Regions from separate parts of the Ovis aries genome. Here region 2 is linked to region 1. Evidence: chromatin contacts called from public Hi-C data. All regions are on one chromosome and are shown on one strand. Each heading gives the region's core, a stretch centred on a gene start, on an enhancer-like site or on the middle of the called end of the contact. The rest is flanking DNA. Distances are from core to core; before and after follow the strand shown. Region 1 holds the start of GARS1 (glycyl-tRNA synthetase 1). Region 2 holds the start of ZNRF2 (zinc and ring finger 2).

The links. Hi-C and Micro-C count contacts between places; a contact is called where the count stands out from the background.
Region 2: a contact with region 1 is called in a Hi-C map of liver, with 2.5 times the contacts expected there. The contact joins the promoter of ZNRF2 here to the promoter of GARS1 in region 1. A contact is called at or near these places in 6 of 16 Hi-C or Micro-C datasets (blood, hypothalamus, liver and 3 more).

The regions. Positions count from the first base shown.
Region 1 is chr4:67,289,555-67,293,390 of ARS-UI_Ramb_v3.0, forward strand. It overlaps GARS1 (glycyl-tRNA synthetase 1), which reads right to left and starts at 1,849. Exons shown (of 17, transcript XM_060415032.1): 1 at 1,546-1,849. The coding sequence starts at 1,767. LOC121819404 (a long non-coding RNA gene) reads left to right here. Exons shown (of 2, transcript XR_006059636.2): 2 at 1-1,060.
Region 2 is chr4:67,588,272-67,592,107 of ARS-UI_Ramb_v3.0, forward strand. ZNRF2 (zinc and ring finger 2) reads right to left here and starts at 1,865. Exons shown (of 6, transcript XM_060414779.1): 1 at 943-1,865. The coding sequence starts at 1,396. It overlaps LOC121819405 (a long non-coding RNA gene), which reads left to right and starts at 808. Exons shown (of 2, transcript XR_006059637.2): 1 at 808-1,326; 2 at 2,364-3,836.

The DNA of each region.
Region 1 (3,836 bases), core at 599-3,098:
ACCAAGCCAACACAAACAATACACAAGACAGTAATAACAGGGGAAGGCTATTCCCCCATCAAAGTGTACTTCAGTTAACTAGTTCTGAAGTCTTACTACAGATGGATAATGTGCACTGCAGTTCCAGGGTAACGTGGCAGAGGGAGGGGTTTGGGTGTGCGTTTTTCCAAATTAGATGTATTCTCCCTTCTGAAGTGAAGGATATGAAGAAAGAGGGGGAAGAAAAAGGTTGAGAGAGAAAAGACAAAAGGAATCACACTTAATTTTATTTAAGGAGGGTGTGTGGAGGAAGATGGAGAACAAGCATGCATAAAGCTCTGATACCAAGAAAAAAGAATAAATTAAGCCCACAGTAAAACTTCAAAATTAAACAGGACAGAATCAATCAGGCTCACACTAGAGAGAAGTAGATAAAGGGGAAGAATTTGCCGAATTTTCTGCAGTGCTTCCCCAATGAATTATTTCCGAGAGAGGGATCCACCCTCCGTAGCCAAGGCAAGTTATTGCATCAGGCGCCGGTGCTGGAGAAACCCGTTCGGTGCTTCCTACTAGGTCATCTACTCTTGGGGTTCTATTCCGAGCTTCTGGTTCTACCTGACTGGATGTGAGAATACCCTGTCCTCTCTAAATTCTGATGTCCATGCAGTGCCCTAGGAAAAGGAGGCCTGGATTAAACCACCAAGCTCTCCACTCCATGAAACCTCCCTCCCTTCCACAAAATCAAATTTCAAAATGTTCCATACGAAGGATGGCTGCCTTCACCAAGTAACTCAGGAACATTTACAGCTTCCCACGTTTACGATCTGAAAGCTCACTCGTTTCAAGTGGTCTTTTCGGAACCCACAAAATGACAGGAGCGAAGGATGATGAACTCACATTATTAGAATAGAGGGAGGAAGCTCAAAACCTCCCCTTATCCAGGTTTCAACTATTTTACTTTTTCAGCGGACCATTAGGCTCACTAAGCACCGAATGAAGATGTCAAGGAAGAAACACTATTTAAAGCATCTTGAAGATTAAAAAAAAAAAAGAGTCAGGCGGTAAGAAGAGAGAACCCGCAGCTTCTTCGGATCGTAACTGACCAGGGAGGAATTAGGAATCTCGCCACCCAGGAAGCACAAAGAACATAGCAGGGACAGGAAATCTAAAATTGAGGTTATTGAGCTAGAACAGGGTGGAGAAGCTAAGGGCTACAGATTCCAGCGTCATCGGAGAGGGAAGAGGCAAGGCAGTAACAAGGACTGGGAAAGGAGAACAGATGGCGAGAGAAGGGACGCAGGATGTCGAGGGATCCGCGGGAGTCACCCAAGGAGAGGGGAGGAGAGGGGTCCACGGGAGGGAAGGTGGCCGGCGCACGCGGGGACTTGAGTTCAAAGTGAAAGAGGCGAGGAAGATGCCTGGAAACCAAGGGCTTTCAGAGAATGAAAGAGACGGGTAATCGATGAGGTGGACCGGTGCCCGGGAAAAAGAGAGAGAGAAGATGAGAAGGAGGGGACCAGGAGGGAGGAGAGCCGGGGCTGAGTGCAAAGCGCAGAATGCCGGTACCTGCTGGCGCACGGCTAGTCTGAGAGGTGCCAGCACCTCCTCAGCCCCGGCGCCGTCCATGCTGCTCCGGGAGGCGGCGGCGGGGAACCAGGTCGGGGCGCGGGCGGGCTTGCTGATGGGCCGGCAGGGCAGGAGTGGAGGCCAGGCCAGGAGACCGGCTGGCAGCGACTGCAGCAGAGCGGCGCGGGCAGCTCTAAGCAGCGCCGGACGCAGAGAGGGCATGAGCCGGCGGCGCTGGGAGGTCGGGAGCGGGCGGCGGCGGAAGCGGCGCGCGCGGCCGGGCCGGGAGCATGATGAAATCGCCGCGTAAACGCCGCGGCGCGCGCAGCCGCACACTCCCCACCCCGCGACGCGGCGCCGGGTCGCCACCGGCCGATTCGACACAAAACCCCGGAAGGACCCGGAATCATTCAGAGCCCCGAAAGGGCTTGAGCCGCCTCGGGCGTACAAGAGGGCTGTGGGGCCCCGGTAGACCCCCGGCGAACAGATTTGCACAGTGCGTTAGTGGACATTTAAGGACTCAGCCCTGTCCGAGACACGCGGACTGAAACTCACGAGGACCTTCAGAGCACAGGCGTGTACAGGGACACTGACGTTGTGGCAGACCCACGGGAGTACACACTTCTGTTTCTGTTCTTTCGCCCCCAGGTTCTTAAAGGGTCATGTCGACTCTGCGACCCCATGGACTGTAGCCCGCCAGGCTCCTCTTATGGGATTATTCAGGCAAGAATACTTGAGTGCGTTGCCATTTCCCCCTCCAGGAGATCTTCCCCACCCAGGCATGGAACCCAAGTCTCCTGCATTGGCAGGCGGATTCTCTACCACTGAGCTACCTGGGTAGACGTCAAAACAGATAGACACTTAGACTTAGTGTTGCCCAAGCTCAGATGATCCTCAGATAAGGAAACAGATCAAGAGAAGTGAATGATCTGTTCATCTTCACCCATCCATGCCCTTCCCAATGTCAAGACAAAAGCTGAAGAAAGGGAGAATGATGGACTTATTTGGAGAAAATCAGTGCTGACCATCCTTTGCTGGGCGAACAAGATTTCAATCAGCAAAGATGAGGAAAGGCAAGAGGCAAAGACATGAGAAAGACTGGAAAGCGATACTGTGCCAGGGAGTGGAGAGAGCATCCAAGTGCCCCGGCTTCCCTCTGCTTGGCCCTGTCTCAGCTAACCTGACTCATGGTTAGGCCCCAGATGATGGACCCTCTGGAAGTGGCTTCTTCTCTCCCTCCTGCGGCAAGGGCAGGTTGGCTGAAGAAGCTGGATTCTGTTTCCCCAGAGAGAATAGAAAAATAAGGAATGTGTTAATTTTAGAAATAGCATTACACACACCCGTTAGAATGCCTAAAATGGAAATGATGGAAAATGCTAGGAGATGCTCAGGGACCCTCCCACACAGCTGAGGGAAATGTGGATTGGTACCGACTTTGGAGGACAGTTTTGACAGTATCTCCTGAAACCAACGGTACACACCTTAGTCCAAAGTGGAGGAGGTGAGGAAGATGCCTGGAAATCAAGTCTTCCAGGGAATGAAAGGGGTCATGGGCAAAGAGGACCCGTGCCCAGGAGTGTACAAGAGTACACAGGCTTAACAGACTGAAGTCACCTTTCCCAGAACAGTGAAAACTTCATAGTACTTCTCCTCCTCTTTCAGTTTGTGGTTCTAGAGAAGTACGCACAGCTTAGCATAAGCAGAGCAGGTACAGAATGTCAAATAATTTGTATTCTTAAAACTTTTATTTCAAGATTTAATTTTGGGGGATAGAATATATACTTTTATTGAAGTATAATTTACAATGTTGCATTTCAAGTGTATAGCAAAGTGATTCAGTTATACATTCATACATATTTTTTTTTCAGATTCTTTTCTATTACTGGTTATTACAATATACTGAGTATAGTTCCCTGGGCTATACAGTAAGTCTTTGTAGTATGACTGTTTTGTACACAGAGAATATATTTAAGTTTGTTAACCTGACGTGAAACTTAAATATTAGGCATCTGCTAGAAGAGACTTCATTTAGTACAAGCTTTGATATTTATTAATTATAACTGTTATTTGGCTTTATTTTAATAGGTAATTTTATATTTTTAATTGAAGTATAGCTGATATACAATACTGTATAAGTTTCAGGTGTACAAGATAGTGATTCACAGTTTTTAAGGGACTGAGAAGGGTGAGCTGGTTGGATGGCATCATTGCCTCAGTGGATGTGAGTTTGAGCAAACTCCAGGAAATAGTGAAGGACAGGGAAGCCTGGCATGCTGCAGTCCATGGAGTTG
Region 2 (3,836 bases), core at 615-3,114, 300 kb after region 1:
AACTGGAAAGGGAGTGTCTTAATTCATTTACCATTAACTGCTCTGAAGGAAAGTAGAAACCATAAAACAACTCAAGAGGTCGAATTTGCTTTACTCACATCAGGGGTACCCCTCCCCTGTTTCTATCAATCCAAAAAGACATACCGTTTTGCTACTAAAATTTCCATTTTTCACAGGGTCTTTCTTGAACCCTAGCGAGCACTGCTTTTCAAAAACACCTGGGCTTTTACTGCATCTTGTAGGCAGAACTGTAATGATTATTGGTTTCTTTCCTTAAGAAACAGTTCTCAGTTTTTTAATGCTCTGTCCAAATAAAGCAGAACTCACATTAATCATTATCTAAAGTAGCAGTTTACTGAGGTTAAAAACATACTTTTTATTAACACATTCACCTAATTAAAGCATACACAGTAGGTGGGACTACTGACACAAGACATGAGAATTACAGCTCTACAATAAGTTACTCCAAAAGCGGTAACTCTTGTTCCAAACACTCATCTGTTCATTTGAGACTCTGACTTTTGGCCTTTAAAAACTGCTCACCACTCGAGTCACCAGATACAACTACATTTAGCAACGGGTCCTGACTTCCTGCTACTAAAAACCACAAGCACCAGCTATTGCGCTTGTTTTTAAAACAATATTTGCTCCCTTCACCTCCGGGAGCAAACAAGGGCTTTCTGTATGAGAAAGCCACGAAGAGGTGAGGGTGCACGTGGTGTTCAAAAACCAAACACTAGGGTCCCGCGGTAGCGGCGCTGCAGGGGTTAAGAGGCGCTCTCTCCCTCTCTCTTTCCCTCCCACCCCAAAGAGGGGTGACCCGGCCCGGCCGCGCGGCGAACCCCCGGCGCTCGGGCTGAAGGAGAAAAGGAGAAGGGTAAAAATAAGCGCAGCCGCGGCCCACGTGCCGCCCGCGGGAGGCAGAGAGGGAAAGGGCCGTACCTCCAAACATGTGCGGCGAGAGGTGAGCTGGTAAGGAGCCGATCACCAGGCGCGGCCCTCCAGGACCCCCGCTCGCCGGCCGGTCCCTGCCGCCGCTGCTGCCGCCGTCCTCCGGGCTGCTATGAACCGAGTCCTGCGAGCCGTACGGGCCGCTGCTGCTGTTGGGGATGCTGAAGGTTGACTGCGCCGCCCGGGCCCCCGACGCCACGGTCCCCACGGCCCCGCCGAGGGAGCGGCTGCGCGGGGCCGCCGAGGCCGCCGCGGCGCCGCCGGAGGCGCTGGGCTGGTGCGCGCTGGGCACCTGAGCCGGAAACCTCCCAGCGGCTGCGGCTCGCGCCCCGCCGCCCGCGGTCCCGTTGGCCCCTCCGCTGCTGCTGCTGGAAGGTAAATCCGAGCCCGAGTACGCGCGGGTGCGGCCGTTAGCAGCGGCCGGCCCGCTCTGCTTGGCGCCCATGTCCGCCCTGCCCCGGGCCGGGCCCGCGCACAGTGCCCGGAGCGCCGGGAGGGCGGGAGCGAGCGCAGGAGCGAGAGGGCAGGGCCGAGGCGCGGAGGCCGGCGCAGAAACAAGCCCGCACGTCCAGGGCCGCCGCCCGGCGCCCCAGGGGGCGGTCGGCGCCCGCCGCGCTTTTCTAAGGGATGACGAGCGAGATCGACGGCCTGTCTGGGGACGCAGGAGACGAGGAGAGATGGAGAGGAAGGAGGTCCCGGCTCCCGCGGGCGCCGATCGCTGGCTCCGGCGGGAGGGGCGGCTCAGGTGGCTGCGCGGCTGCCGCTGCTTTCGGTTCTGGTGCGCCGCGACGGGCCGCTGCCGCTCTCTGCCGCCGCCGCTGCGCTCTGCGCCCGGGCCCTCGGCACCGCCTCCTCCCGGGCGGCCGCCGCTACCGCCGCCATCCTCCTGCTCCCACGGCGGCTCGCGGGTGAGTGGGAGGTGCCCGCCCAGACTCCGCTGGGGCCACCTTCCCTCCTCCCCCAGCCACCCAGCTGTTATTAACTGAGAAGGAGGAAAAACGGGTGGCGCGGGAGGAGAGGACGCAGGAGGAGAGGGAGGGGCAGCGCGCGCTTCCCGGCAACCGTCACCGCGCTCCCCCAGAGAAGGAGGGGCGGGGGGGTGGGTAGGGTCTGGACCACGAGGTGGGGGTGCTCAGAAGGGAAGGAGGCACTGCGGCCCTCGCACCGGAAGGCGGAGGAGCAGCGCGGCCCCAGGGTGCGCCCGAACCCATGTGTTTGGGTCGCGCACGGTGACCCCGCCCCTGCCCCCTGGCGCTGCCGGGCGGATTGGCTCCCACCAGCCTGGCCCCGCCTCCCCCCTCGCCGCGGCCTTCCCGCTCCCGCCCTGTCTCGCCTAGGTGCCTTGGTGGGGTAGGTGCTGCCACCCGCGGATTCGGTGATGGACAGGTCTCTGACCCCGCCCTCCCCTGCAGGGCGCGCCCCCTCTCCACCGCGGGGCCTGCGCTGATTGGAGCGACGGAGCTCCTCCGGGGGCCAACCAGAAGACGACCCCTCCTCCTGCACGTGTCCCTCGGACGCTGGACCTGACAGTGGGCAGTCTTCACCTTTTACAGCTGGGGCTGGGTTCGTCTCGGTCCTGTGTCCCTAGCCATTGCGTTTGAATGGGTTTCGACCTTCCTCCTTGATGTTACTTCGAGTGCGTGTTTTAAGTAAAGCAGAAGCTCACCAATCTGATAATAAAAGACTGAAAACAAAAGAAAGAACCTAGGAGGCTGAAGGCAGCTTGATCTGAATTAGATCTATCCCATTTAAACACTCCGACTGCGGAGAAAGCAGAGTTGATAGAACTAAAGATAATCCAACATGATTTTCAGCTGTAGAGCAAAAACTGTGGCACGGAGACAGCTGCAACCGATTCATAAGACCTGGGGTCTATCTAGGTCTGGGACCAAAACGAGGTGTAAGCAATCATTTTACCTTTGTGGACGTTAGTTTCCTTACCTGGGATGTTTGTATCAAATCGCCACAGCACCTGCTGCTTTAAAACCCTGTACTTTCTCTAAAATGTCAATTACTACTAGGTTGGTGCAAACGCAATTGCGGTTTTTGCATTGTTTAAAGTTTCCATTTGATATTGCAATACTTTCTTAAATATGGTTGTGCTGTACATCTTTCAATGCACATTTCTTGCTTTATGTTTTTGGCTGACTTATTACTTGTTTATATTTATTTCAACTATGGAAATGATGTTAGAGAAAAAGCAAATTCAAGCGATTTTTCTATTCAAGTTCGCAGAGACAACTCACAACAACACATTTGGCCCAGGAGCTGCTTACAAATGTACAGTGCAGTGGTGGTTCAAGAAGTTTTACAGACTAGATAAAAGCCTGAAGATAAACATAGTGGCTGCCCATGGAAAGTTGACAGTAACCAACTGAGAGGCTTACAACTACATGAGAAGTTGCCCAAGAATTGAACATCAACCATTCTATAGTTGCTCAGCATCTGAAGCAAATTTGAAAGGTGAAACGCTTGAGAAGTGAGTGCATCTTGAGCTGACTGAAAATGAAAAAAAAATCATCATTTTGAAGGGTCGTCTTCTCTTTTTCTACATTAGGTTCTTCTCTTATTCTCTATCGGATTGTGATATGCGACAACAAGTGGATTTTATATGAGAACCAGTGATGACCAGTTCAGTGGTTGGACCGAGAAGAAGCTTCAAAGCACTTCCCAAAGCAAACTTGCACCCAGAAAAGATTATGGTCACTGATAGGTGGTCTGTTGCCAGTCGGATCCACTACAACTTTGTGAATCCCAGCAAAACCAACACATCTGAGAAGTATGTTCAGCAAATCAATGAGATGCACCAAACGCAGCAACTCCTGCAGCTGACATTGATCAACAGAAAGGGCCCAGTTCTCCTCCTTGACAACACCTGACTGCAC